Regions from separate parts of the Sus scrofa genome. Here regions 1, 3 and 4 are each linked to region 2. The links are chromatin contacts, called in public HiChIP or PLAC-seq maps. All regions are on one chromosome and are shown on one strand. The core of a region is the stretch at or near the end of the contact, and the rest is flanking DNA. Distances in the headings are between cores, read along the strand shown.

The links. HiChIP or PLAC-seq counts read pairs in DNA pulled down with a chosen protein or histone mark.
Region 1: an H3K27ac HiChIP or PLAC-seq map of alveolar macrophages shows a contact between it and region 2. The contact joins the enhancer-like site here to the promoter of PSMB3 in region 2. A contact is called at or near these places in 7 of 47 Hi-C or Micro-C datasets (alveolar macrophages, blood, embryonic fibroblasts and 2 more) and 2 of 2 datasets of contacts at active chromatin or transcription factors (alveolar macrophages and skeletal muscle).
Region 3: a contact with region 2 is called in an H3K27ac HiChIP or PLAC-seq map of alveolar macrophages. The contact joins the enhancer-like site here to the promoter of PSMB3 in region 2. A contact is called at or near these places in 8 of 47 Hi-C or Micro-C datasets (alveolar macrophages, blood, embryonic fibroblasts and 4 more) and 2 of 2 datasets of contacts at active chromatin or transcription factors (alveolar macrophages and skeletal muscle).
Region 4: an H3K27ac HiChIP or PLAC-seq map of alveolar macrophages shows a contact between it and region 2. The contact joins the promoter of LASP1 here to the promoter of PSMB3 in region 2. A contact is called at or near these places in 1 of 5 promoter capture datasets (fetal liver), 1 of 47 Hi-C or Micro-C datasets (fibroblasts) and 2 of 2 datasets of contacts at active chromatin or transcription factors (alveolar macrophages and skeletal muscle).

Annotation. Positions count from the first base shown.
Region 1 is chr12:23,437,861-23,444,144 of Sscrofa11.1, forward strand. EPOP (elongin BC and Polycomb repressive complex 2-associated protein) reads left to right here. Exons shown (of 1, transcript XM_021067069.1): 1 at 1-375. Among named protein-coding and RNA genes, the nearest start is that of EPOP, 5.6 kb to the left of the region's middle. Within about 2 kb of position 3,996, at least 3 of the 83 cell types and tissues checked have an H3K27ac peak or open chromatin away from gene starts, as enhancers often do. A contact at or near this core is called in alveolar macrophages, where this site is marked.
Region 2 is chr12:23,353,225-23,360,100 of Sscrofa11.1, forward strand. It overlaps PSMB3 (proteasome subunit beta 3), which reads right to left and starts at 4,392. Exons shown (of 6, transcript NM_001144902.1): 1 at 4,325-4,392; 2 at 3,830-4,014; 3 at 1,163-1,270. The coding sequence starts at 4,327. TRNAN-GUU (a tRNA gene) reads left to right here and starts at 5,246; the gene lies at 5,246-5,319.
Region 3 is chr12:23,421,394-23,428,561 of Sscrofa11.1, forward strand. No RefSeq gene overlaps it. Among named protein-coding and RNA genes, the nearest start is that of EPOP, 10 kb to the right of the region's middle. Within about 2 kb of position 4,093, at least 4 of the 83 cell types and tissues checked have an H3K27ac peak or open chromatin away from gene starts, as enhancers often do. A contact at or near this core is called in alveolar macrophages and retroperitoneal adipose tissue, where this site is marked.
Region 4 is chr12:23,264,325-23,271,572 of Sscrofa11.1, forward strand. LASP1 (LIM and SH3 domain protein 1) reads right to left here and starts at 2,885. Exons shown (of 7, transcript XM_021067060.1): 1 at 2,662-2,885. The coding sequence starts at 2,730. TRNAC-GCA (a tRNA gene) reads left to right here and starts at 3,592; the gene lies at 3,592-3,663. TRNAC-GCA (a tRNA gene) reads right to left here and starts at 5,412; the gene lies at 5,341-5,412.

The DNA of each region.
Region 1 (6,284 bases), core at 2,746-5,245, 84 kb after region 2:
CACTAACTATTGCGCCCTCTGATCCCCTGGAGTCAGAGGGGAGTGGAGTGGCCGCCTCCTCCACCCAGGTGAGCCCTGGGGAGTCTAGCTCTTAGGGAGATTGCAGGTTTAGGTGGAAGGGGAACCCGGGGGTTGCCCATCTGCCCAGCAACTGAGGGACCCCCTGGCCCTTCTGCCCACACGAGCGGACATCACCCCCTTTTCCCCCCAAGATGGGGCGAGGGACAAAGAATTCCCACATATACTGGGGAAGGACCAGTTTCCTTTTCTGTGAAAATGCTGTAAAAAGTTTTTAATGTTTGCATAGAGCAGATTCTTGAGAGCGAGAGAGAAAAAAACAAAAAAACAAAAAACTTTTGGAAGACAAAAGTTCTGTTTGAAAAGCTGTCTCTTTTAATTTTTCTTTTGCTGGGGGTGGGGGTGGGGTGGGTGGGCGCGGGGTGGGCCCGGCTCTCTTTCTCCTCAACATCTGGCCTTTCTGAACCCTGCTGACCTCCCCTCCCCCTCCAGCTGTGTCGTGGGGAGGAGGGAGGAGGGTGGGGCCGCGCCTTCGTTCCTGTGCTTCAGGGGGGTCCATCTTCTCTCGTGCCCCCCAAGCATGGGGAAGACAGAGGCAGAAAGCAAGATGTGAGGGGTGGGGAGGGAGTCGCCGGGAAGAGGGGGCAACGTTTGCAAGGAGAGATTCTGGAAGGCAGACTCCATCCTTTTTCGTCGGGTCAGCTTCGGCCCGCTTTACCAACCTGGGGATTTCAGGGGTGAGCCCTGAAATCCTCTTTCTTTCGCAGACTCCTCTTCTTTTCTGGGGAGTGAGAGGGGATGCTTTCCTTTGGCTTCCCATCTCCTTCAAGTCATTTAATCCTCAACCTGGAAGAAGTTGGGCAGAGAGTTAAGAAACACCTTCTGGCCAGACCTGGAACTCCGCTCCTTGCTGAATGATTTAACTTGGAGAAGCTCAGAGCTGGAAGCAGCCCTAGAATCTTTCCAGTCACTTTGCAGAACAGGGAACTATATTAGGTTCCTAGGGCTGCCCGAACACATTGCCAAGTCCCTGGTGGCTTAAAACAACAGAGATTTATTTTCTCAGCATTCTGGAAGCGGCAAGTCTGAAATCGAGGTGTCTGCAGGGCCACGCGCCCTCCAAAGCCTCTGGGGGAGACCCTCTTACCTCCTCCGGCTTCTGGGGACTCCAGGTCTTCCTTGGGTGGTGGCTGTCATACTCCAAACTCTGCTGCCATCTTCACGTGGCCTCTCTTCTCTGTCTCTTATGAGGACGCTTATTGGATTGAAGGCTCGCCTGGATAAGGCCGCATGATCTCATCTTGACAGTCTTAACTTGTTTCCATCTGCAAAGTCCCTTTTCCAAATAAAGGCACGTTCACCGGTTTTAGGGGGCAGTGGGGTTAGGATGGGAACTTATCTTGTTGGGTACCACTCATCAGCCCACTACAGAAACCAAGTTCCAGGGTGGAAAACTCACTCAGACTTTGTGTGGCAAAGAAGTCTGTCCTGGATCGGTGTGGGGTGCAACCCTTCTTGAACCGGGGTTGGGGGGCACAAATCTCCTTTAAGCGGAGCAGCCTGGGGAAAGGGTCGGATTGGACCCTCGTACTTTCCTCAGGCTGAGCCCAGGATCCTGAGACTTTACGTCCCCCCACCCCCACGCTGAGGCAGGAGGGGGGACGTCTCCCCAGGAGGGGTCTGAGGAGGCTCTCCCTGCCTCTCTGGTTTCCTCTATCTCTCTGGGGTCCCCAGCCCCTACTCCCAGACCCCTTCCACCCCTCCCCTCCCCCAGCCTTCTCGCCCTCTGAGGTTCTGCCACTGGCCACTGTGGATTGGGCTGGATATGGAGGTCGAAGGGTCTCCGCTTCTGTCTGGGTCTCTAAGTTCCCTTCCTGGGTTATCTCAGGTCCTTTAGTCTCCGAGGAGTCTCTACTCCTCGACAGCTCTGGGACCAGCTGTCTGCCCCTCCATCAGGGCCACCTGCACGGCCCTGAGAGTGAGCGTCTCCTTTCATTGTGTTCCCAAGGCACCCCGCTTGCTTCCCCCTAATCCGGCTCTGCTCACCATCACCTTCCTCCTCCTGGGAGCCTCAGCTGCCCCCACAGCCTCTGCCTCTTAAATCTTTGTGGCTTGACTTCTGCCTCTGAAGCCGCTCTTTCCAGAGTCATCCAGGACAACCCCCAACCACAAATCCAGTGGTTGCCTCCTGGCCGCCCTGACCCCTGAATCACTCCGTGACCTGTGGCGCTGCTGGTTGTGCACCGGGGCTCTCCCTGTGGGGTGGTTTTCTCTCTCCAAGGTTCCCTCTGTCTTCTGGGCCTCCTCATCGTCCTCTGTCCCTCCCTTTAAAAAGAGGGAGACTGATGGTGTCCAGGCGGCATCTACCCTCTGTCCTCACATCTCCCCGAGGTGATCCCTTTTGTCTTCTCCCAAGTCCTCGGCTTGCGGAGACATAGGGAAGTGACCCCCACATGACTGCACCTGCCTCCTCTCCCTCCAGCTCAGCCTCCCTCCTAAGCTTTGATGCCATGCCTCCCTGTGGATGCCGGCAACTCATCTTTCTCCCATTGAAGACCCAGCTCATTGTCTCCGCCCTCTGCTCACCTCAGTGCCTCTGGTCAAGTCCATGTTCTGGTTACATCCCTGCCTTTCTCCTTATCACTCAGCATCTTGAATTCTCCCCTGGCTCCTCTCATTCAACCCACGGCTAACTCTTCTGAACCTCCCCCTCTTTCTAGCCTCACCAGTGTCTTTTATTCTCTCCATCGTGGCGCAACTCCCAGGAGTCCGCAGGAGTCTCCCAGGAGTCCCAGGACTTTGCAGTGGCCGCCCAACTAGAGTCTAGATCTCGGGTCTTTCTCTGATCCCCTCGGATCAGGTTACCTTCTTACTCAGGGGGTCTTTCATTTTTATTACATACAGTCACCTTGGCCTGTCATTTGGGGCCCTCTATGACTGGACCCTGACTCTCCTGTCCAGCCGATCTCTGTTACTTCACTGGAATGCCCTTCCTTCCCCAGCTGCCTGCCCTTTCTCTACCTTCATTCCCCAAAGCCCATTTGAGATGCCACCTCCTCCACGAAGTCTTCTTTGATTTCCCCCAGTTGGATATGATCTGTGCTGCCTCTAGACCCTCTTCACCCTTTTTTGTCTGCGGGAGGAGTGGTGATGTGTGGTGGAAGAATATGGGCTTTGAAGCCAAACACTCCCGCTCTCCCTCCCTCTCCGCGGAGAAGCTGGGAAGCAGCTACAGGAATCACCTTTCTGACCTAAGCTTTCATTTCATTGCTGTGGCCTTAATTGAGAGCTGTTGACATGAAATGGCCACTTGGAAATCACTCCTGCAATTGTAAAAACTCCCCAAGAAGACACTGTTCAGTGTGCCAAGTCTCCCTACTGTAGAGTTTATATTTTCTTTAAGATAAAGAATTAGAGTATTGATAAGCTTATAATTGCTTGTGGGTTTTTTCTTGTACCCTTCTACAGTCATCTTGTAACTCTTGCTTCATTTTATGTAAGCCCTGGATCCATGTCCTGCACACAGCAAACATCTAAGAAATGCTGATCCAGTTCAGAATGCGTATTTTAAAAGGCTGATTTAAAGGACTGCACCCAGCTTGGCACGTGGCACTTGGCCAGCATGCAGTTCCAGAGTTCTCCGCTAGATGCTGCTGTCTGCTAGCCGCAGAAGGAGAATGGACCACGGGAGAAGGGTAGGTGGGGAAGGGATTAATTCTAAGCAGTCCAGTGCCTCCCAGTGATGGCATTTGGGAAGAGGCCTGCACACAAGGAACTTAACCGGGTGCTTTAAGTGCATTATGTTGTTTTCATATAATAGATAGGTATTGTTATCTCCATTTAACAGATGACGAAATGGAGGCTCAGAGAGGTTAATCAATTTGCCTGAAGTGGCACAGCCAGTGGAGGAGTAGAGTTTCACTTGGACTGTCTGCCTGGGTTTTCCCCTAGTAGAGGTTTATCATAGCAAACACTGACGTGGCTTGGAGCCAGGCACTGTCCTAAGCGCTTTGTTTAGTTACTCATCTAATCTTCAGAAGAATACAATGAGGCAGAATGAGGCAGGTAGGTTCTTCCTCTTTTTTTTTTTTTTTTTTTGTCTTTTTACGGCCACACCCATGGCATGTGGAGGTTCCCAGGCCAGGGGTTTAATCAGAGCTACAGCTGCTGGCCTACACCACAGCCACAGCAATGGAGAATCTGAGCCATGTCTGTGACCTACACCACAGCTCACAGCAACCCTGGATCCTTAACCCACTGAGTGAGGCCAGGGATCAAACACGCATCCTCATGGATGCAAGTCGGGTTCATTAACCGCTGAGCCACGATGGGAACTGCCAGGTAGTTTCATTTATAATCTCCATTTTGCAGATGGGGAAGCTAAGCTATGGAGAGGTTAAGTCCACACAGCTACAGAACTGTGCCCTTAAAGTTTGTTCTCTTCCTCTCTCTTTTTTTTTGGGGGGGCCACACCTGTGGCATATGGAAGTTTCCAGGCTAGGGGTTGAATCAAAGCTGCAGCTGCTGACCTACACCACAGCCACAGCAATAGCAGATCTGGGGCAACCCCAGATTTGAGCCATGTCTGCTCATTACTACTGAGCCACAATGGGAACTCCCAAGTTTGTGCTTTTTTTTTTCTTTTTTGTCTTTTTGTCTTTTTAGGGCTGTACCCGTGGCATATGGAGTTTCCTAGGCTAGGGGTTTAATTGGAGCTGTAGCTGCCGGCCTATGCCACAGCCACAGCAATGCCAAATCTGAGCTGGGTCTGCAACCCACACCACAAGTCACAGCAATGCTGGATCCTTAACCCACGGAGCGAGGCCAGGAAATGAACCTGCAACCTCATGGTTCCTAGTCAGATTCATTTCCACTGCACCATGATGGGAACTCTGAGAGTTTGTGCTCTTAATGACAACACAGTTGCCATGTTTCATCACTCCAGGAGCAACCAGTTACAGATCGGGGGTAGCCCACCAATATTCGGAGACCATAGAGCTTTGTGCCAGAAACCCAAATACACAGAGCCTGCCCCGAGGGCTTTAGTTGTGAGGGAAAAGCAGGACATAGAGTCCCTTCCTTAGAACGTGGGCTCCACATAGATGTACTGGATGACTCTACCTGAGTGGTTTACCCTCTCTGGGCTTCAGTTATCACCAGCTAAAATCATGGGACTCTGTAGCAGGAAGTGACTCTCAGACACGGGAAGTTTGTTATCCATAATTTGTTGCAAAATTATAACACTTAAAAAAATAGAGATAGGGGAGTTCCCGTCGTGGCGCAGTGGTTAACGAATCCGACTAGGAACCATGAGGTTGCGGGTTCGGTCCCTGCCCTTGCTCAGCGGGTTAAAGATCCGGCGTTGCCGTGAGCTGTGGTGTAGGTTGCAGACACGGCTCGGATCCCACGTTGCTGTGGCTCTGGTGTAGGCCGGTGGCTACAGCTCCGATTCGACCCCTAGCCTGAGAACCTCCATATGCCGCAGGAGCGGCCCAAGAAATAGCAACAACAACAACAACAAAAAGACAAAATACAAAAAAAAAAAAAAAAAAATAGAGATAGGAGTTCCTGTCACGTTGCTCAGTGGTAATGAACCCAACTAATATCCATGAAGACTCGGGTTTGATCCCTGGCCTCATTCAGTGAGTTAAGGATCCGGTGTTGCCATGAGTTGCGGTGTAGGTCGCAAATGGTGCTCAGATCCCATGTTGCTGTGGCTGTGGTGTAGGCCCACAGCTGCAGTTCTGATTCAACCCCTAGCCTGGGACCATCCATGAGCCGCAGGTGCAGCCCTGAAAAGCAACAGACAAACAAAAACATTTACAAGAGGAGGAGTTCCCGTCATGGCGCCGTGGTTAATGAATCCGACTAGGAACCATGAAGGTTCGATCCCTGGCCTTGCTCAGCAGGTTAAGGATCCGGTGTTGCCATGAACTGTGGTGTAGGTCACAGACACGGCTTGGATTCTGCGTTGCTTTGCTCTGGTGTAGGCCGGTTGCTATGGCTCTGATTAGACCCCCTAGCCTGGGAATCTCAATATGCAGCGGGAGCGGTCCCAGAAAAGGCAAAAAGACAAACAACAACAACAAAAAACCATTTACAAGTGGACATACCTGTGTGATCACCACCCAGGTCTAGGTGAGCAACACAGGCCAGGCCCCCTCTCAGTCGATCCTGGCGCCCCCTACCGGCCGACCTGGAGATAACCACCGTGCTGCCTCTATCACCAGATTTATTTTGACCTTCGTAGAAATGGAAGGTACGGT
Region 2 (6,876 bases), core at 3,142-5,641:
GTACATCATTCAGTTTTGTAAATAACTGCATTTCCAGCCTACCTGCTGGAAAATCAATGATTTCAACTGGGCCTGTAGCGAAAACTCCTGGTTACAATAGCTAAGAATCTAGAATTTTTCAGGTCAATGTCCTATGTTTTTATTACTTTAAGTAAACACAAGCCATTAAATATATACCTAAATATGAATTAATCTGTATAATTTTGTAACTTTCCCCCATACTTGAAACTAATATAAATCAATTATACCTCATTTAAAGGAAAGATTTCTCCCCTCTCATAAACCAAAATCAAAAGGTTTAAAAAATCTTTTAAGCCTTTTTCATCTTGAGATTTTGATAAGCACTGTTACCACATACAGCAAACTATTCATAGCCAAAGATATTACTGGGTCACTGCTGTGGCGCAGATTTGATCCCTGGCCTGGGAACTTCCACCTGCCATGGGTGCAGTCAAAAAGACAAAACAAAACAAAAATCAAAATAAATAAATAAATTTTTTAAAAGGCAGTAATATTGCTCCAGGTGCGGAAATGGCAAAAACTTATGTTTTGAAAGCTAAAGAGTACTTTTACAACTTTTCTATAAAGTCTAAAATTATTTCAAAATAAAAAGTTAAAAAAAAAAAAAGAAGGAGAAAGAAAGAGTAGTTCCCGTCGTGGCACAGTGGTTAACAAGTCCGACTAGGAACCTTGAGGTTGGAGGTTCGATCCCTGGCTTCACTCAGTGGGTTAAGGATCTGGCGTTGCCCTGAGCTGTGGTGTAGGTTGCAGATGCAGCTTGGATCTGGCGTTGCTGTGGCTGTGGTGTAGACTGGCAGCTATAGCTCTGATTGGACCTGTGGCCTGGGAACCTCCATATGCTGTGGGTGTGGCCCTGGAAAAAGACCAAAAAAAAAAAAAAAAGAAAAGAAAAAGCAAGGTCAATCTATCCTCTTTTCACCAAGTTTTTTATTTTTTAGGGTCGCACCTTTGGCATATGGAGTGGTCCCCAGAAGACAGGGGAAAAAAAAAAAAAAAAAGGAAAGAGACCCATAAAATAAGGATACTATCCTGCAAATAAGGGTGAACGAGGAGGACTCGCCTTCCTGGGTACCCCCTCCCTACCGCTTGGCCCATCAGGGGCTGCTCCTTTCCCCGAGTCCCAGGCTACGCTTCTGCTTACCGTCTCTCGTACAAGAGGTTGGCCACCATGCTCATGAGGGTGTAAGGCTTGATCTGCCGCCCTTCCTTCAGCTCATACAGGTTCAGCCGGAACTTGAGGCGCTGGGCACTGTGGCAGGAGGAGAAAAGTAAGTGAGTCTTTCTGTTTGGCTTTTTAGGGCAGTACCCGCAGCATATGGAGGTTCCCAGGCTAGGCGTCCAATCGGAGCAGTTGCTGCCAGCCTACACCACAGCCACAGCAACGCGGGATCCGAGCCGCATCTGTGACCTACACCACAGCTCAGGGCAATGCCAGATCTTCAACCCACTGAGTAAGGCCAGGGATCGAACCCAAAACCTCATGGTTCCTAGTTGGATTTGTTTCCACTGTGCTACGCTGGGAACTCCGTAAGTCATTGCTGAATGTCCCCCGGTGTCTGCCTTGTGGAGGTCAGGAGGTACGTAAGGAAAGACAGAACCCCAGCCCCAGCCAAGACTCCTGGGCCTCCCCCAGGGATCTTCTCACTGCAAGTCCAGCCTCATGTCCACTTTTAGGACTTGTCCAACGTGGTGCTTCTACCTATAAACCTGCCACTCCGCTAACCTTTTTTTCTCCTACTTTCTTTGACATGAGAAAAGGGGAGTTAAGAAGTGCATTTTCCCCCTACTTTTTTGAGGAATAGCTTATGCATTACCCTTCTGACAGGGGTCTGCCTGCAGACACAGTGAAGGCAGTTTACACAGTAGAAAGCAGTGAACTGAGAGAGCTGACCTGGGCTAAGCCTTAATGTTTCCATCCCTGAGAGACAAAATAAATCATCTGGCAGGGAGATCATGTATGGAGATCACATATAAAACCGCAAAGTCTTATATGTGTTAATAAGAAGCAAGATGCAGGAGCTCCCGTCGTGGCGCAGTGGTTAACGAATCCGACTAGGAACCATGAGGTTGCGGGTTCGGTCCTGTCCTTGCTCAGTGGGTTAACGATCTGGCGTTGCCGTGAGCTGTGGTGTAGGTCGCAGACGCGGCTCGGATCCCGCGTTGCTGTGGCTCTGGCATAGGCTGGTGGCTACAGCTCCGATTCAACCCCTAGCCTGGGAACCTCCATATGCCGCGGGAACGGCCCAAGAAATAGCAACAACAAAAAAGACAAAAAAAAAAAAAGCAAGATGCTGTGTTTTGGGGTTGTTGTTTTCTTTTTTTTTCTTTTTAGGGCCGCACCCAAGGAATATAGAAGGGTCGAATTGGAGCTGCAACTGCTGGCCTACACCACAGCCACAGCAATGCCAGATCTAAGCCAAGTCTGCAACCTACACCACAGCTCACGGTAACTCGGGATCCTTAACCCACTGAGCGAGGCCAGGGATCGAACCCACATCCTCATGGATACTAATCAGATTCGTTTTCTTCCCTCTTGAAACTTTTGTCTTGACTCTTTCCCACTGGCCTCTCTTCTTTCCCCACTGCTAAATATACAGCTCTTGAGTTGCAGCTTATTTTTTCCCTCTATGTTTTTGGCTTTCCAGAATCTGTTCCTATAGATTTCACAGATCACCAATGCCTATCCAGCCCTGAGATATAATCTCAAGACCCCAGTTGCTCCAGAGGTATTTCTGCATGGTTTACTTTGTGCCTTTACAATTGGTATCAAAATCAAAGTTGCCACCTTTCCCTTAAAACTAGTCTTCCTATATTTCAGTCAACATGCTCAAAACAGAAATCATCTTTCAAACATTTTGGGGAGTTCCCGTCATGGCTCAGCAGTAACAAATCCGATGAGTATCCATGAGTGACGCAAGTTCTACTCCTGGCATCACTCAGTGGGTCACGGATCTAGCATCGTGGTGAGCCAGGTCACAGACATGGCTCGGATCTCGAGTTGCTGTGGCGTAGGCTGGCAGCTACAACTCCAATTGGACCCCTAGCCTGGAAACTTCCATATGCCCACAGGGTGCAGCCCTAAAAAGACAAAAATCCAAAAAACATTTTGCCAGCATGCCAAGTACTAGGGTAAACCATAAAAACAGATAAAAAAAGACACAAACCTTGACTTCAATGGGTAACTCTTTGGCTTCACAATATCCTTGTCACTGCTAAGACTGGTCAGTGACCACTCTCAGAAATGCCCTCCTTTCCTTTCCCACCACGCCACCCTATTAGGACCTCAACCCTCAAACCTGGATCATCAGGAGAACCACCTATTTCAACTCCTGGACTCTCCCTTCTCTCAAAGAACCACTGTCAACTAGGTAACTAATCTAGCAATTAATATGCTCCAGCTCATTATGGGTTAGCTATCTTTCTGCATGCCTGCCTTGTTTCCCAACGAGTGCCAAAGTTCTTTAGAGACTGAGCACGAGCTTTGGCCTCAGAGATTGGGATCCTGGGTGACATTCATTAGCTTACATTTGGGGCAATAAACCCTCTGAGACACTCAGTTTCCTCATCTGCAAAATGGGACAGCAACATGGTAATGTTAAGAGGACTAAAGTCCATGGAGGTAATAAGGTGCCATCCACAGCGTCTGGCACAGAGTAAATGCTGCTAAGTTGTTCGCTTTCTGTGTCCGGCAAGGTCTCAGATGCAATGGTGTTGTTTGATAGATGACTGACACCCAGGCCACTCAAACCGCTAGGCAAGGCTGGTCCAAGAAGAGGCGTGGGTTTGGGTGGGGACCCTGGATACTTACACTGTCTGGACGTCTGTGGCGAGCCCGGCCAGGCCGATGTATAGCCGGTCGCCCATGGGAAAGATCTTCTGGAAGTCCGTGGTCACCATCTGGGCCTGGATCCCGAAGCGCCTGTCGGCAGCGATGGCCACACAGTTCTTCCCCTTCATGGCCATGACGGCCCCTCCGTTATAGGACATAATAGACTGGGGCAGACAGAGCGGAGGGGCTCAGCGCGAGGGGCCAAACGCGGCCACGGCCCCCGGCGCAGCCCCTGATTCGGAGACTTCTGGACGCATCCTTCTCCAGTCTGAAGGTGCCTGAATGCCCCAACTCCAGCTCTGCGGGGAGCCCCCACTCCCCGCCTTGGTCCTCACTGCGGTCCGCTCCCCCTTCAAACTGGAGTCGTTTCCTTCAACCGACCACCAGGCCTCTCCGCCTCCCCAACTCCCCATGACCCCACTCCTTGTTCCTCAATCCCTACCCCATGTCCCTTCTTCTCGCTCCCCATCTCACCATGATTGCAGTGTATTAGGACCTCCAATCGCCACAATTCCTGCGAACCGGCTTTGGGCCTCACTGCGCACCCACTCTCGCTGCTTTCTCTCTATTGGCTGAGAGGCCGACCCTTCCGGGACACTTTGGCATTCTATTGGCTATGCTTCCTTGTCAGTCATCAGTACAGGAGTTTGGTTGAGAGGCCAAAACCGAGGTGGGGAAATCGCAAAGTGAAAAGTCACTGTAAGTGCGGAAGAGCCCGGTGTCGCGGTGCAAGCTGGGATAGCGGTGGACCCAGTCTTGGATTCCCCATCGCGGGCTGGAACCTGTGCCCACGTGGGCTGATGAAACCCGAGATAGAGGGCTTTCGCACTAGTGAAGGGCCCCGGGGTTGTTTAAGAGCACGCTGTGCGCGTCGCGCATATTACTCATGAAGCTTGTTTCATTTATTCATTCCAGAAATCCTTGTCTATTGTGTGCCAGTCACCATGCTAGGCTCCGGACATGCTTCGTATTTAGGAGGAGCCCATAAAATGCATTTTTACTGTTGCCAAGGGGAGGGGCAGAGGGAGGGCGTCTTGGGTATTCTGCGGCTGCAAGGGTTGGGCAGCAAAGGAAAGATTTGGAAGCCGAAGGTGGTTCTGCTCTGAGGGATTCACAACAGGTCGACTTTCAAGTATCCCTAACCTCGGGTCACCTTAAAGAGGGACGTTCTGGGTGTCCCCAATGAGGAAGCAGGTGACAGTTCCCCAACCCCACCTCCGAGCCAGTGCAGGGGAGGCGTGCACATCCCGCCTGCTTCTCTCTCCAGGTCGTGAGGCTTCCCTTTTTCCGTCAAGTCACTTCTTTCACAAGGTTGTGGGGTTTCCGCTCTGATTCTAGCGCTGTCGCAGGCTCACTCCCATTGACTTGGCCACCAGCTCACCACTAGCTATCGCAGTCTCTGTGGCGCAATCGGTTAGCGCGTTCGGCTGTTAACCGAAAGGTTGGTGGTTCGAGCCCACCCAGGGACGCTCTCTTTTCCCCCTCGAAAAAGGGGAAAAACCTTATTCTCACAAACACTGCAAAGCCAGATTTTGTGTTGAAACAGCAGACAATACTATTTCTATAGTAAATCCGAGGGTCATTGTGATTGAAACTTCGATGTTGTTTCGTTAAGGAGGGGATACTTTCTCCAGCACTTCCCTCTGCCACCTTCCTCCCACCCCGCCCCCAACAGGATTGCAGGGAAGGCAAAGACATATAGGTTTTTGCCTCACTGTACAATACGTTTCAGGTTGCATTTTTTCACAGGATTAAGAATGAATTTGCCTTGGAGGTTGGGCGGTTTTCCCTTATCTGCCTCAATCGATATTTCATTCTCTAAATACTACATTTGGAAAGGAAGAAAGTGTGAGCGACAAAGGCAGTAACAAATTGAGGGATGAAGTAAAAAAAAAGGTGAGAAGGGGAAATCAGCTGTCCTATACAGAGAGAGACAGAAAGCGGGGATATGACAGAGAAACAGGCGGGGTCAATGGGAGACCCAGAGGAATGGCGAGGGGGGAGAGAAGCAATTAACACGACAAGCATGAGAAAAAGGAAAGCATCAAGACAAAACAGGTGTTTTTGTTTGTTTGTTTTTCTAGAAATATAAAGATGTGGGGACGAGGTTGGAGAAATAGAAGCAGAATGTGACAAAGGACATTGTTTGGGGGAGAGAGAAGGAGTAAAAGACACAGAGGTAAAGACTCATAAAATCGCTGAAGGAGCTGCTTTCTTCTACTATCTTCCAGGAGGTCTTCTTCTCGAAGTATCTCTCGGTACATGTGCTAGAAACAATTACCTAGGTTTCCTGAGTTGCTACCCTCTGGAAGCTTCTAGTCTATGACAGACACAGTGACTCTTCTGATGAAAAGTTTGTCAGCTGGATGACCTCCTGAGATACTACAACTGGCATAGGAGAGGGGAAATTTGGGCATACATCGCTTTGCCAGTGCAGAGGTGCACCCTTGAGCTGGGAGAGGGAGCCTCCATTTTTATGGAGGAGCTAAGCAAAGGACCCTCTTAAGCGGTTTCCTTCCACTTTGGTCTCCTTTCAAGACAAGGCTCAAAGGAAGCCTCTTCTGAAAGCCTTCCCCAATGCTCACCTACTCTTACTGCTGCTGCAGGCCTAGGGGGGCAATGGGGGTGGGTATACACAGGATATACACCGTGCCCATGGAAGCTAAACCGACAGGCTGTGTAACCCTGCAGCTTGCCTGCACCAGCCTGTGAGCATCCTGTGGGACAAAATCCAGGTCATCAGGTTACCGACCCGGTGCCTAGAGCTGTATTTGACAATGGCACATGACAGGTGCTTCTTTGTTGGGGAAACTAGAGAACTTCAGATGTGAGAAAGGTTTGGTTAGAAGGTTCTCCTGACAGACTTGTGGTTGCCATGGGGGAGGGGGAGGGAGTGGTTTAGACTGGGAACCTGGGGTTAATAGATGCAAATTCTTTCCTGTGGAATGGATAAGCAATGTGATCCTGCTGTAATAGCACTGGGAACTATATCTAGTCACTTACGATGGAGCATGATAATGTGAGAA
Region 3 (7,168 bases), core at 2,843-5,342, 68 kb after region 2:
GCGGCTTGATGTGGGATCTCAGTTCCCAAACTAGGGATTGAACCCAGACCACAATGGTGAAGGCACCAAATCCTATCCACTAGACCACCAGGGAACTCCCAGTCTTTTTCTTTTAAACACAGGTAAGCTTTCACTAGATCAAGTGCAAGCACCTAGCACAGGGTCAGTTTAAGCTGAGAATTCAGGAAATGCTCCTTCCCGCTTCCCTTTTTGCCACCTCACCCCCTCCCTTGCTAAGTCTGGTCCTGTGATTTCGTTTGCTTAAAAGGGTTCCATAATTCCCCATCCTACTTGATAAAGACCAAATTTCTTTGGTCTCTGAGTTCTGGATCTTTGAGTTCTGGTTCCTGTCCTCGCCACTGTTCAGCCACACTGACCTACTTCATTTTCAAAAACACAGTCATTCCAAAGTATTGTCCCACAGATTACTTGCTGGCTCTAAAGGAAGAAAATGCAACTTCTTTTTTTTTTTTTTTAGGGCCGCACCCGCAGCATATGGAGGTTCCCAGGCTAGGGGTCCAACCAGAACTGTAGCCTCTGGCCTACGCCATAGCCACAGCGACACGGGATCGAGCTGCGTCTGCAACCTTCACACAGGTCAGGGATCGAACCCGCATCCTCATGGTTGCTAGTCGGGTTTGTTAACCACTGAGCCACGACGGGAACTCCCAAGAAAATGCAACTTCTTTTTTTTTTTTTTTTTTTTTTTTGTCTTTTTAGGTCCGCACCCACGGCCTATGGAAGTGCCTAGGCTAGGGGTCCAATGGAAGCTGTAGCTGCCAGCCTACACCACAGCCACAGCAATGCCATATCCAAGTCATGTCTGTGACCTATGCCGCAGCTCACTGCAACGCTGGATCCTTAACCCACTGAGCGAGGCCAGGGATTGAACCCACATCCTCATGGATACTAGTTGGGTTCGTTACCGCTGAGCCACAATGGGAACTCCATGCAACATCGTAGTAGAGGGATTGGCTGTCCCCAATGGGACCTGCTAATCAGAGCATTCCATCACAGGACCGGCTCTCAGCACTGAGGACATCCTGAAGGAGGACGCAGCATCGCCCAGGAAGGGTTTTTGCCAGTGTGGCCAACCTGAACCTGGTTGAGCCTGTAGATCTAATTTCCATTTTGCTGGAAATACAGGGTAAACAACACCTTGAGGAATCAATCAGAGAAATTTAGACGGTGGGGCAGGATGTCCATAATTTACTAAAATACTTTCGCAAATCAACTCAGTGGCATAAGGGGAAAAAAGATTACACTAGATTTAAATGTGGCTGAAGAGACATAACCGCATGCAACATATGGACCTTATTTAGAACAAATCAAAAAGCATTTTGGGGAGACAATTAGGGAAATTGGAACAGGGGCTGGGTATTAGATGATATATGGAATTATTATTATTTTTGTTAAGGGGTGATCCTTAGATGGTACTCAGAAAATTTCATGAAGTATTAGAGGGTAAACTGTCATGCAAACTTGGAATCGCTTTAAAATATTTCAGCAAGGGGGTTCCTGCTCTGGTGCAAAGCAGACTCTGGCTGGAGGTTTGATTCCTGGCCCCCCCACCAAGGGTTGAAGGATCCAGCATTGCCACAGTAGGTCACAACTGTGGCTCAGGCCATATGTTGCAGGCTAGAAAAGGAAAAACTTTTTTTTTTTCAGCAAAAAAGGATAAATATACTACAATGTTAGTAATTACGAACAACGCCTCATCCAGGTAATGGATACACGGGTTTCATTTTACTTTTGTATTTCTCTTTAGGTTGAAATATACATAATCAAAAAGATTTTTTAAAATGTATTTGAGCAAGTTCCCTAGTGGCCTAGCTTCAGCTCAGGTCACTGCTGTGGCTCGGTTTAGCTCCCTTGATCCCTGCCTCTGAAATTTACGAATGCCTCAGGCATGGTCAAAAGAAGAAAAAAGCATTTGAGTGCCAATTATGTACTAGTCATGGAGTTAAGGCAAAAACTGATGTGGCCCTTGAAACATAAGAGTATGGTGTGTTTCAAGAGGAGACATGAGGAGTTCCCATCGTGGCTCAGTGGTTAAAGAATCCAACTAGGATGGAGTTCCCGTCGTGGCGCAGTGGTTAACGAATCCGACTAGGAACCATGAGGTTGCAGGTTCGATCCCTGCCCTTGCTCAGTGGGTTAACGATCCGGCGTTGCCGTGAGCTGTGGTGTAGGTTGCAGACGCGGCTCGGATCCCGCGTTGCTGTGGCTCTGGTGTAGGCCGGTGGCTACAGCTCCGATTCGACCCCTAGCCTGGGAACCTCCACATGCCGAGGGAGCGGCCCAAGAAATAGCAAAAAGACAAAAAAAAAAAAAAAAAAAAGAATCCAACTAGGAACCATGAGGTTGCGGGTTCAATCCCTGGCCTTGCTCAGTAGGTTAAGGATCCGGCATTGCCGTAAGCTGTGGTGTAGTTTGCAGATGCAGCTTGGATCCCGTGTTGCTGTGGCTCTGGCATAGGCTGATGGCTACAGCTCCAACTGGACCTCTAGCCTGGGAACCTCCATATGCCACGGGAGCGGCCCTAGAAATGGCAAAAAGACAAAAAAAAAAAAAAAAAAAAAGAGGAGAGGTGAATAATCACGTAAACCATTTGAACGAATGCACAGTGCCAAGTGGATGAAACTGCTTTGAAGGAAAGGTCCGCAGGTCTTGGGCTGGGGGGTGGGATGATGATGGAAGCTCATCTGGTCACAGTCTGGACGGGTCAGGAGTGGTTTTTTTCCCAGGAAGGAATCAGTGGAGCCTGGACCAGAAGCAGGTGTGGGCCAGGTATAGGGGGGCGGGAGGTGGGGGAAAGTGTATGGTTCGAAGGAACAGTATCGGCTAAGGGAGGGAGGGGGGCGAGCTGGCTGCTTACAAAAGGGGGGCCTGAGTGGCCGAAGGGAGAGAGGCCAGCACAGGGGAGGCGGAAGGTGAGGGAACCCATCTGGTAGGGTTGTCAGGCTATTACTATAACCTACTTGTGAGCCAAACTAATGGAAACTAACTAATGGTTTCCCTCTCCATCCTGAAAGCAATGGGAAACCATCAAAAGGTTTTGAACAGAGGGTAACATAATCCAATCTGTGGCCTAGGAAGATAACCAGGGGCTATAGAGAGGGCCCGCAAGATATGGGGGTGCTTCTGGGGCGGCCAGAATGGAGGTGGGAAGAAGCAGACATGGGGTGTGTCATGACCCCCTGACTTGCCAGCGCTTTGGCTCCACGGTGCCAGGATGACGTCTGGGGGTGGAAGGAGGAGCCATACATTGGAACAGGCTTTCCTGGGAGCAGAACTCGGGGCAGAGGAGGCAGGCGGCTGATGGTTTGGGACAGGTTGTGTTTGTGGGGCTTTTGAAGTGCCTGAGGTAGAGGCCAAGAGGGTGTGGGGTGTCTTGGTCAGAGCTGAGAATCCAGATGGTAACTGCCTGATGGACACAGAAGAGTGTCCAGAGGAGTTCCCGTTGTGGCTCAGTGGTAATGAACTCGACTAGTATCCATAAGGATGCAAGTTTGATCCCTGGCGTCGCTCAGTGTGTTAAGGATCCAGCATTGCTATGAGTTGCAGTGTAGACTGCAGACGAGGTTTGGATCTGGCGTGGCTGTGGCTGTGGTGTAGGCTGGCAGCTACAGCTTCCATTGGACCCCTAGCCTGGGAACCTCCAGAAGCCCTACTCCCCCGGGTTCAGCCCTAAACGAAAAAAAGACACACACTCAAAAAAAAGAAGAGTGTCCAGAGAGAGAAGAGGAAAGTTCTAGAGCAAACTGAAGGAGCCTCGACTTTGGGGCTGAGAAGGGAAGAATAAGCCTGGGCTGAAGACAGAGAGGGAACAGCTCCTGAGACCAGACGACACCAGGAAATTGTGATGCACGGAAGATGAGGGACTAGAAGGTTCCTAGAGAGAGGAAGGGGCTGAGCCTGTGGAATACTGTGGCGAGGTCAAGAAAGGAGGGCTGATGAGCGCCTGCCAGTTTTGATGCGATGGAGGCCACCAGAACCTCTGCAGGAGCTATTTTGGCAGCGGGTGGGGGTGGAAGCAGATGGAAGGGGGCTGAGGAGGAAGTGGGAAGTGAGAAAAGGAAGACAGTGTGTAGACAGCTCTGGGGGGAAGTTCAGCTGTGAAGGGGAGGAGAGAGAGATGGGGCTAGAGCCCGTGGGGTCAAGATTGGGCCTTTTTTTTTTTTTTTTTGCTTTCAGGGCTACACCCACGGCATATAGAAGTTCCCAGGCTATGGGTCAAATCAGAGATGCAGCTGCCAGCCTATGCCAAGCCACATCTTCAGTCTACACCACCACTCATAGCAACGCCAGATCCTTAACCCACTGAGCAAGGCCAGGGATTGAACCCACAACCTCATGGTTCCTAGTCAGATTCATTAACCACTAAGCCACAATGGGAACTCCTATTTTATTTTTAAATGAGAGTTGCAACCTTTATTTCAGGTTCTTTCTGGGGATTTTGGGGGGGTGGGGTGGGTTTTTTCTTTCTTCTTTTTGCCACACAGGCAATATGTGGGAATTCCTGGGCCAGGGATTGAACCTACGCTGCACAGCAGCAACCAGAGCCACAGTGGTGAGAACACAGGAGCCTCAACCCTCTAGGCCATCTGAGAAACTCCCTCCATTTCTTTCAGTCCTCACAATATCCTCAGAAGGAATATCATCTGCTAGTATATTACCTGGCTCCCCCTGGTTTACTAGATCATAAACTCCTTGACGTGGGGTAGGATTTTTCTATCTTGCTCGCCACTGTGCTTCCAACACTACTTAGCACATAGATAAAACAGGATGTGACTTCCCCTCAAGGCTCAGTGGTTAATGAAGCTGAGTAGTATCCACGAGGGCGTAGGTTCAATCCCTGGACTCCCTCAGTGGGTCAAGGATCTTGCGTGGCCATGAGCTGTGGGGTAGGTCGAAGACGCGGCTTGGATCCCTTGTTGCTGTGGCTGTGGCATAGGCCAGCAGCTACTGCTCCAATATGATCCCTGGCCTGGGAACCTCTCTGTATGTTGCAGGTGCTGCCATAAATAAAAAGACAAAAGCAAAACAAAACAAAACAGGATGCTTTGTTTGTTTGTTTTTAGGGCCACACCTGCGGCATGTGGAGGTTCCCAGGCTAGGTGTCTAATTGGAACTGTAGCTGCTGGCCTAACACCACAGCCACAGCAATGCCAGATCCGAGCCACATCTGCAACTTACACAACAGCTCATGGCAATGGCAGATCCTTAACCCACTGAGCGAGGCCAGGGATCGAACCCGCAACCTCATGGTTTCTAGTCGGATTTGTTTCCCCTGCGCCACAATGGGAACTCCAAGTTAAGTGTGATTTACAGAGAAATAGTTGGGTTTTTTTTTTAAGTATAAATATGTTCTGTATTTGTGTGTGCTAAATTTGGCAATCCTGTACATAGTAGATGCTTAATGAATAAACGTTGCTTGATTAAATGACACCATGGGGAGGCGACCAGTAAATCCCAGACTGGGAGATCTAGAGGAGAGTCTGGTATTGTCAGTGAATGAATAAATTTCAGGGAGAAAGTGAAAAAAGAGAAAGGAGGAATTTATAGATTAAAAGAGAAGTACGAGACATTAAACCGCTTGAAATCCATCCTCAGATCCTCATTTCAATAAACTAAATAAATTGCAGAGAAAAAACATTTTATGATAATTAGAAATCTGAACATTGACCGGCTATTTGACGAAGTTAAAGGATGACTGTTAATTCTTTTCAGGCTCAATAATAGCAGTGGGGTTATGTTTATTTTCTAGAATCCTTATCTTGTAATAATATGTACTGAACTATTTAGGAATGAAATGATATGATTTCTAGGATTTGCTTCAAGATAATATAGGGTATGTTCTCTATCTTTTTTTTTTTTTAATTTTTGTCTTTTTGCCATTTCTTGGGTGCTCCCGCGGCACATGGAGGTTCCCAGGCTAGGGGTCGAATCGGAGCTGTAGCCACCGGCCTACGCCAGAGCCACGGCAACGAGGGATCCGAGCCTCGTCTGCAACCTACACCACAGCTCATGGCAACGCCGGATCCTTAACGTACTGAGCGAGGCCAGGGATCGAACCCACAACCTCATGGTTCCTAGTTGGATTCGTTAACCACTGTGCCACGATGGGAACTCCCTGTTCTCTATCTTAATTGTGGTGGGTACATGGGTATATTCCTTTGTGAAAACGATTTAAATTGTACACTTAAAACGTGTGTTTTATTATATGTAAATTGTACCTCTGTAAAGTTGGTTTTTTGGTTTTTTTGTTTGTTTGTATTTTAGGGCCGAACCCAAGGCATATGGAAGTTCCCAGGCTAGAGGTGGCATCAGAGCTGCAGCTGCCGGCCTACACCACAGCCACAGAAGGTGGGATCCAAGCTGCGTCTTCAACTACACCGCAGTTCACGGCAACGCTGGATCCTTAACCCACTGAGCGAGGCCAGGGATTGAACCTGTGTCCTCATGGATACTATTCAGGCTTGCTACCTCCGAGCCATGAAGGGAACTTCCTAAAGTTGTTTTTTTTTTTTTTTTAAATGGGAGTCGGGAAGGAAATGGCTGAGGGTAAGGATGAAACAAGATTGGCCAAGAATTGATAAGTTCTGAAGTTCGTCAGTTTTGAAGTTGAGTGTTGGGTACATTGAGGTTCATCATATGCCTCTGTTTACTTTTGTACAGATTTGAAAGTTTCCATAATGAACCTTTTTTTTTTTTTTTTTTTTTTTTTTTTGCTTTTTAGGGCCACACCCACGGCTATGGAGGTTCCCAGCCTAGGGATCGAATTGGAGTTACAGCTGCTGGCCTACACCACAGCTGCAGCAATGCCAGATCCAAGCAGCATCTTCGACCTACACCACAGCTCACGGCAATGCCGGATCCTTAACCCACTGAGCGAGGCCAGGGATTGAATCCTCAACCTCATGGTTCCTAGTTGGATTTGTTTCCGCTGCTCCATGATGGGAATGCCCCGTAATGAACCATTTTTTAAATTGACATGAAGAGAGGATGCTATTTCTGTTTTACAGATGAAAAAACTAAAGCAGAGGTTTAGTACCTTGCCCCTAAATCACACAGCTGGTATAATGATGAATCTGGAAAATGAAGAGACCCATGTGAATTCAGAACTTAAGCTACTAACCTCTGAAATTTCCAGAGCAAAGTGCGG
Region 4 (7,248 bases), core at 1,635-4,134, 90 kb before region 2:
CCCCGTTTCTCTCCCACTTCTAACCCCCTCAGTCTTCTGGGGAAGCAAATCTCAAGCTCAAACACCACCATCAGCAATTCATATTTATTCAGCCCACAGAGCACACTGGGTACTGTAGGTTGAGGGCAGGGTGGCCATCAGAGGTGACACGGCCTTAACCCACTCTTTGGGAGATAAGCTGAGGGAGGAGATAAGCCTAACATCAAGGACATAGCCTGTGCTCTGGTCACACCATGTTGTAGGGAACCTGCAGTGACTAATTGGACTCTATCCTCTTGTAAGTGGGAAGCTTGGAAGTTGGTCAGCAGCGCTGCCTATGGGACCCGATGTTCCCCCTCCCAGGTCTCAGTCCTCCAGGCACCAGGTCCCCATTCCAAGTGCCTGTCCTTGCTGCCTGAAGGGGGTTGGGAAGAATAGGTCTGATACCTGGATATCCCAGGCTCAGGGCAGAGGGTGAGGTCGCCCCAGGATCACCTCCTCTAGGAAGAGATCTAAAAGGAGAGCGGAATCACCAACTCCCGCTTCCCAAGGTAACCTCCACCTGCAGGACCTTTTCCTGCAAGGGCAAGAGGACAGCGGGGGAGGGCACCTTGAAGGCTCCCTGGCCTCTCCCCTCTGACTCCAAAGATGTGGGGCTGGACGGAGCACCCCAGCAAGGTAGGGAAGGCAGAGCCACCACCACATCTCCTTCCGGGCACTGTGACAGACACTTGAGTGCACTGCCCCACCTTCAAGGAAGTGACATCACCATACCCATCTGATAGAGGGTGACTACTGAGGCCTGGAACCATTCATAAAGCTGGTGGGAGCAGACCTGGAACTTGGCCCAAGTCTCCCAGCTCTCAGGCGAGCAATCCCTCCATCATACAATGTTTCTGCCTCATGTGGGTGCGAGTGGCCACAGCCTCTTCCCGATTCATAACTGTGGAGAAGAAGGGGGTTGGGAGGCACCCGGAACGAAGAGGCCAAAATCCCACCACCAGGGAAGGGCCAAACCCCAGTGTGTAAGGACAGATGGCTCTTTCAGCTAGTGCCTCTGGGCTCCGGTCCTGCCCTCCAGAGGCAGGCATGGTCATTGGGAAGGTCAGCACCCACAGCCCTTGTACCCACAACCCGGCCAGGCTCAGGAGAGGGAGTGAAAGAGCAGCAGCTCCCGATGCCCCCCTTTCTCCAGGAGCAATTTCAAATGTATCTCAGAACCTGGAACCCCACCCCCTCACCCTGACTCATAAGTCAAAGGTCACTGAGGAAGTGCCAAGCCCAAGGGGGGAGGGGACAGACAAAAAAAAAAGATCCAAGGAACTACCCTTTCCCCAGCAAAACCTGGCTGCAGGTGGGCTCTGCACCCCTCTTCCATCCCATGCCCCCCAACCCCTGCCAGTCCAGGCGGGAAGGAGGGCTCTCTGGACTTGGAACCGGCTTTAGGAGGTAGATGAAAGGCACGACGAGGAGAGGGTCAAAATCAGAGGCCTCTCCTCCCCCGTGGGGAGGGGATGTAGGGGGGGAGAAGGTGGATTTTGCCTTAGGATCATAGGGAGCTTAAAAGAGGCCCGGATCCTACCCCCAACTGCTGGAAATACCCAGTTCTACTCTCCGCCCCCCTCCAAAAGTATAATGGCAACCAGATGAACGAGTCCAGCATGATGCGGGGCCGGGGGTGGGGGGGGGGGAGACGACGCGTAAAGGCCCCCAGGGGACAGTGAATTTCCAGAAGGCCACCTAACCTTCCTTCTAACACCTCCCCCCTCCTTTCTTAGCTTCCCCTGAACTCAGCCAACCCCACCCTCCATCGGGGAAACCTGCTTTGAAAAGTTAGCTCTTTGTTCTACTAGCTGGACTCAGTCACTGAGCACAATTTCAGGAGGTCTCTGCGAAGCAACCCCCCCACCCACCCTACTCCAGCACCGGACCCCGCCCCAGTCCGGCTGGGCCGCCTAGCGCGGGAGTTGGCGTGTATTTGAGGTGGGGGCTGGGAGGCCATGGAGGACGTCTGCTAGTTCATTAACCATGGAACCACCAGGGGCGGGGGGCTGCAGGTCATCCAAAAAAAAAGGGGTCTCTCAGTGTGGCTCGGGTCGTATCCGAAGCCCAGTTCACCAGATGCAACACTCGCCGGCTGAGAGCCCCCGCCCCGCAGTCTCCAGGCCAGGAAGCCCGGCCAGACGCGGCCAGAGCCCACGGGTTCGCTGGGCTCCCCAACCTCTGCCCCGCCCCCCCGCCGCCCCCTCCCCCAGCGCCCCGCGCTTCCGCCTACTTGGCGCTCGGCGCGGCGGGGAGAGGGAGCGGCCGTCTGCTCTCACTCTCCCGGCCCTAGGGGGCGGGGCTGCACCCCTAACCTTCCCCCGCTCCCCCCACCCCCACCCCCACCGCGGGGCCTGACTTCCCTACTCCATTCGCGTCCTCCCAAGCCCGGGGCACAGAACCCACTCTTCTCCAGTAGTGGCCTCCCGTAGTGGCTGCCCGCCACGCGTAGACTCCTTGCCTCGCCTCAGATTCCTGGTTTCCAGACTGGGGTCTGTCCCCACACCCCATGACACCGCCCTCCCTCCCTCCTCCCAGGTTCGCGGGGATGAGGCGGCGTAGACCGGGCCCCTCTCTCCTCCCTGGAAATGGAGCACAGCTCGGAGATTGCAGAGTCGCGTCTCCCAGTCCCGGGCTCACCTTATCCAGACAGTTCACCTTCTCCGTGGGGTACACGATCTTGCCGCACCGGGCGCAGTTGGGATTCATGACTCCGGGAAAGGCTGGGGCGGGGACGCCCGAGCTCGCGCGCGTTCTCTTTCCCCGGAGCGAGCTGGCGGGAGGCGGCGGCGGCTGCAACTGCACAGGCGACGGCGACGGCGGCTGGAGCTAGGGAACTGGCCTCCGCCTCCGCCCTCCTTCCCCTAATAAACACAGCGGGGAGGAGGGGCTGTACCGGGGCGGGGACGCGCCGCGGGCGCGGGCAGGGGCGCGCGCGGAGAGGCGCGCTCCCCGAGCGACGTGGGGCTGCGCGGGGGTGGATTCCGGGGAGGACTGCGGGACCCGGCGCGCGCGCCTAGGTGCGCTCCAAAGCTGAAGGTGCCCCGGAGCTACGCGCCCGAGGATCTGGCGCGGACAACCTTGCCCAGGGCCTTTCCGGAGCTGGAGGCGGCGCGGAGCCGGTCTGGCCGTACATCTGCGCGCCTGGGCTGCGGTAGGCGGGCAGACCCCTTGACCTGTCGAGAGTGGGGTTCGAACACTCTCGAACGCCCAACCAGATCCGCCAGATTTGGGGGCTTCCTTTGTAACCCGCCGGTACCTGGCGAGAACCTGCGGACCGAACGGGAGCCCCACTTCACCGCCCCTGTTAGCCTCCCGGCGCAACATCCTTTCCCACATTTGCAGGGCGGAACCCGTCCCTCCCGCCAGGACTCAGCGCCTTGCAACCCGGGCTAGTTCTTCCCTCCCGAGGCCTCTGCCGTACAGCTTTGCGGTGGTTCAGCGGATCTGGGGACCTTCTGCTTTCCACTGGGCCCTTTTTCCTCTTTCGTTCCTAATCCTTGCGCTCCGCCTTTGGTGTAGCAGTGTTTTAACACCCAAAGGAGCCGTCCCCAGACAGTAACGCGGCGCGGGGGTATAGCTCAGTGGTAGAGCATTTGACTGCAGATCAAGAGGTCCCTGGTTCAAGTCCGGGTGCCCCCTCGGCGGTTTTGCCAAACTTACAAAATTTATGTAACTCTTCCGTTGGCGAAATCACATTTTAACCTTGGGTCCTAGGTGTTAAAGAAAACAGAAGAATGGTGTTTGAAAATCCCTTCCTCATTTTACAACGATAGGGGAAAGCTTTCGGTTTTACTTTGTACTCAGCAGGAACGGGGGTGGATACACGGGCAAAACGAGGTAGAAAAGCTGCAGGCACCCATTCCAGCGTTAGAGGAGTCTGGATTTCTTTGGCCACGGCCGGCAGCCTCAGTTGTGTCAGTTACAGGCCCTGATTTAGGAGACAAGACGACTCCCTCCAAGTTGGTGTGCGAGTTGGGGTAGGGGTCAGGGTCAAGGGAAGGAAACCCACAGGCGCAGATTGTCTCCAACTTCAACTTTCTTTATTACCGTCGACATGGCGCTAGCCCTGTTTATCTTTCCCTATTGCTCATGGCACCAGCAGAATGAAAGCCCTTAGAGAACACTAAAATGGCCCATGCCAACCCCAAAGCTCATTTTAGTTTACAAAGGTACATCCCGATGTAAACTGATATAAAACTAAAGTCGTGGTTCTCATACTTGAGCGTGTGTCAGAATTACCTGGAGAGCTTATTGAAAACTGCCCCCCGCCCCAGTTTCTAATTCAGTAGGCCTGGAATGGGACCTCCACCCCCAGAATGAATTTGCATTTTGATCAAGTTCCCAGGAGATGCTGATGCTGAGGGACCGCACTTCAAGAACCCACTGAAACAGTAATACAGGGCCCTCCAGTTTCATAACCTAAAGATGGAGACAGATATCTGTTGGTTGCCTGACAGCATCCTTGTTGGGTGGGAAGAAAACTATAAGTATGAAGGGAGCAAGGGCATCTCCCTCGACTAGGTTTTGCCCAAAAAAAGGAAAAAGAAAGGATAGAGAGAGAGGCATGCTTCTTGAGTCAGGGGGCAGTTGTGATATTTTAAACTCGGAATTTGGTTGTGTCATCCCTCGGGGCCCCAGGGGAATGCAGCTTGAACTCATTTTTTCCCCCACGGCTCCCTTTACTGTGAGATGTGTCGCCGAGCTAGACATGGGAGATGAAGCAGAGCTGCCATTCAGAGAAATAACTCGTTTTTCACCCCTTTCCTGGACGCTAGGCTTCAAACTCATCCCCTGCAGATTCATCAGGCCAAAGACCTGCCTTTGAGCTAATCTAAAGGAGCTCCTACTTTTCACCTTTTTTCTTACATCTATGCTGTGTCTTGTTAAACTTTGCCACTGTATAAACCTGCCCAGCGTGGATTCTGCTCTAGTCTTCCTGGTCAGAACATAAACTAGGTGAAATAATATTCGCCTGCCCCGGCACTCCATTTCTCCCCCAAAAGAAGCTATAATTAACATTAAATCAGCTCGCCTCCAAGTCTCCGAGATGGGCAGGATCTCAGCCTTCTTTCTGCCTGAGGAAACTTGGGCCTCTCGCCACCGAGTCCCGGCAGACGCGCAGCTTCTGCGACGTAGAGACACCCTGTGCGACCTCTAGGGTATTGCTAACTCCTCAGGGACCGGGAACGTCTGAAGAGAGAAAATTAAATGGGTGCAAGAAAACCTTCAACGGAGTTTTGGATTTTAGAAACCTCAAGCTTTTCCTGCCATGCTGAGTTAACCTTGGCGGCTGTGAAAAAAAGGAGGAAGCAGGTGAGGGGGCACCCGGATTTGAACCGGGGACCTCTTGATCTGCAGTCAAATGCTCTACCACTGAGCTATACCCCCTCTGCTGGTGCAGTGTTGGTAAATCGTTTCTACATGGACTCCACATTTTTCATTCTGAAAACTATTTGCTCAAAATTAGTTTCTTCCTGCTATATGGTATTGGATTTACTAATAATGGGGAATTAAATGAAAATAAAAACATGGAATTTTGAAAACCTGTGAACTTAGGTACCAATCTGCCTTTTCTAGGTTTATTTCCTAACACACCATGGCTGTCGCTTTCATGTCATTGGGGTCTTCACTCCAAAATCACCTGCAAAGAAAGATTTTCCATGACTACCCACCTTGAAATTTCCCCCTCGTACCTCCCTAACACATCATCTTATTTTTTTTATTTTATTTTAATCATTTCTTGTATCACTACTGGGCATTTCCTGATTTATTCATTTGTGCCCTTGTTTCTGTTTTGCCTCCGCTAGATTTTAAACTTAGTGAGAAAGAGTTCAAAATGAGAGAGTGAGTCTTTCTACTGAAAGTATGTTCTGCACTTGGAGTGGGGCACACAGTAGTTGTTCCATATACTAGAGAGTATCGCCAGGGAAAGGAGCTCCGTGGAGATGTTGGTTCAAGTTGGTGTTTGCATGCTTTTTATAGGTTGGATCCCTGGCACAGGAACTTCTGCATGCCAGGAGGGCAGCCTAAATAAATAAATAAACATTGTGCCTAGAGTTAACAATATTGTATTGTACACTTAAAAATCTGTTAAGGGGATAGATCTAGTGTTAGGTGTTCTTACCACACACACACACACACACACAAAGGAGTGGCTATAATAAAATTTGAAAAAAGATAGGTAGCATTCTACAGCAATAGCACAGGTGAGAGATGGTGGTGGTGTCTGAAGTTACAGTGGTGTATTAGTTTCCTGTTGCTGCTGTAACAAATTACCACAAACTTATTTGCTTCAAACAACATAAGCGTATTATCTTACAGTTCCTGAGGTTAGAATTCCGAAAACCAATTTTACGGGACTAAAAGCAAAGTGCTGACATGCCTCCATTCTTCCTGGAGGCTTTAGGGAAAAACCAGTTTCCTTGACTTTTGTAGCTTCGTATAGGCCACATACATTTCTTGGCTCATGGCCCCTTCCTCCATCTTCAAAGCCTGGGCTGCAGCCCCTCATGTTCTGATCTCTGCTTCCATCCTTCCATCTTCTCTCAGTCTCTGATTCTGATCCTCTCGCTTCCCTTCTATAAATATTCTTCTGATTGCCTGGATAATCCAGGATAATCTCCCCAGTTCAAGACCCTTAATTTAAACACAACTAGAAAGGGACTTTTATCATGTAAGGTAATATATTCACAGGAGCACTGGGACATGGATGTATTTGGAGGGCCATTGTTTAGCTCATCACAGTGGGAACCACAGAGCTAGAGCAGAGTGCAGGCATCCAGACTGACCATGGCAGGGGAGCCATGTCCTTGCTGTACATTGGATGGCTTGAGGAAGATGAGGGAAAGAGAAGACTAAAGAATGACTCTACTTAAAGGTACTCTCCTTGGAAATGTAAATTAGTGCACCCACTAAGGAGAATAGTATGGAGGTTCCCCAAAAAACTAAAAATAGTATGGCCATATGATCCAGCAGTCCCACTCTTGGTCATGTATGTGAACAAAACTATAATTCCAAAAGATACATGCACCCCTATGTTCATAGCAGCACTATCTATAATAGCCAGTATGTGGAAACGATATAAATGTCCACTGACAGATGAATGGATAAAAAAGATGTGGTATAGATACACACATACAATGGAGTACTACTTAGCCTTAAAAAAGAATGAGATAATGCCATTTGCAGCAACACAGATGGACCTAGAGATGAGCATGTTAAGTG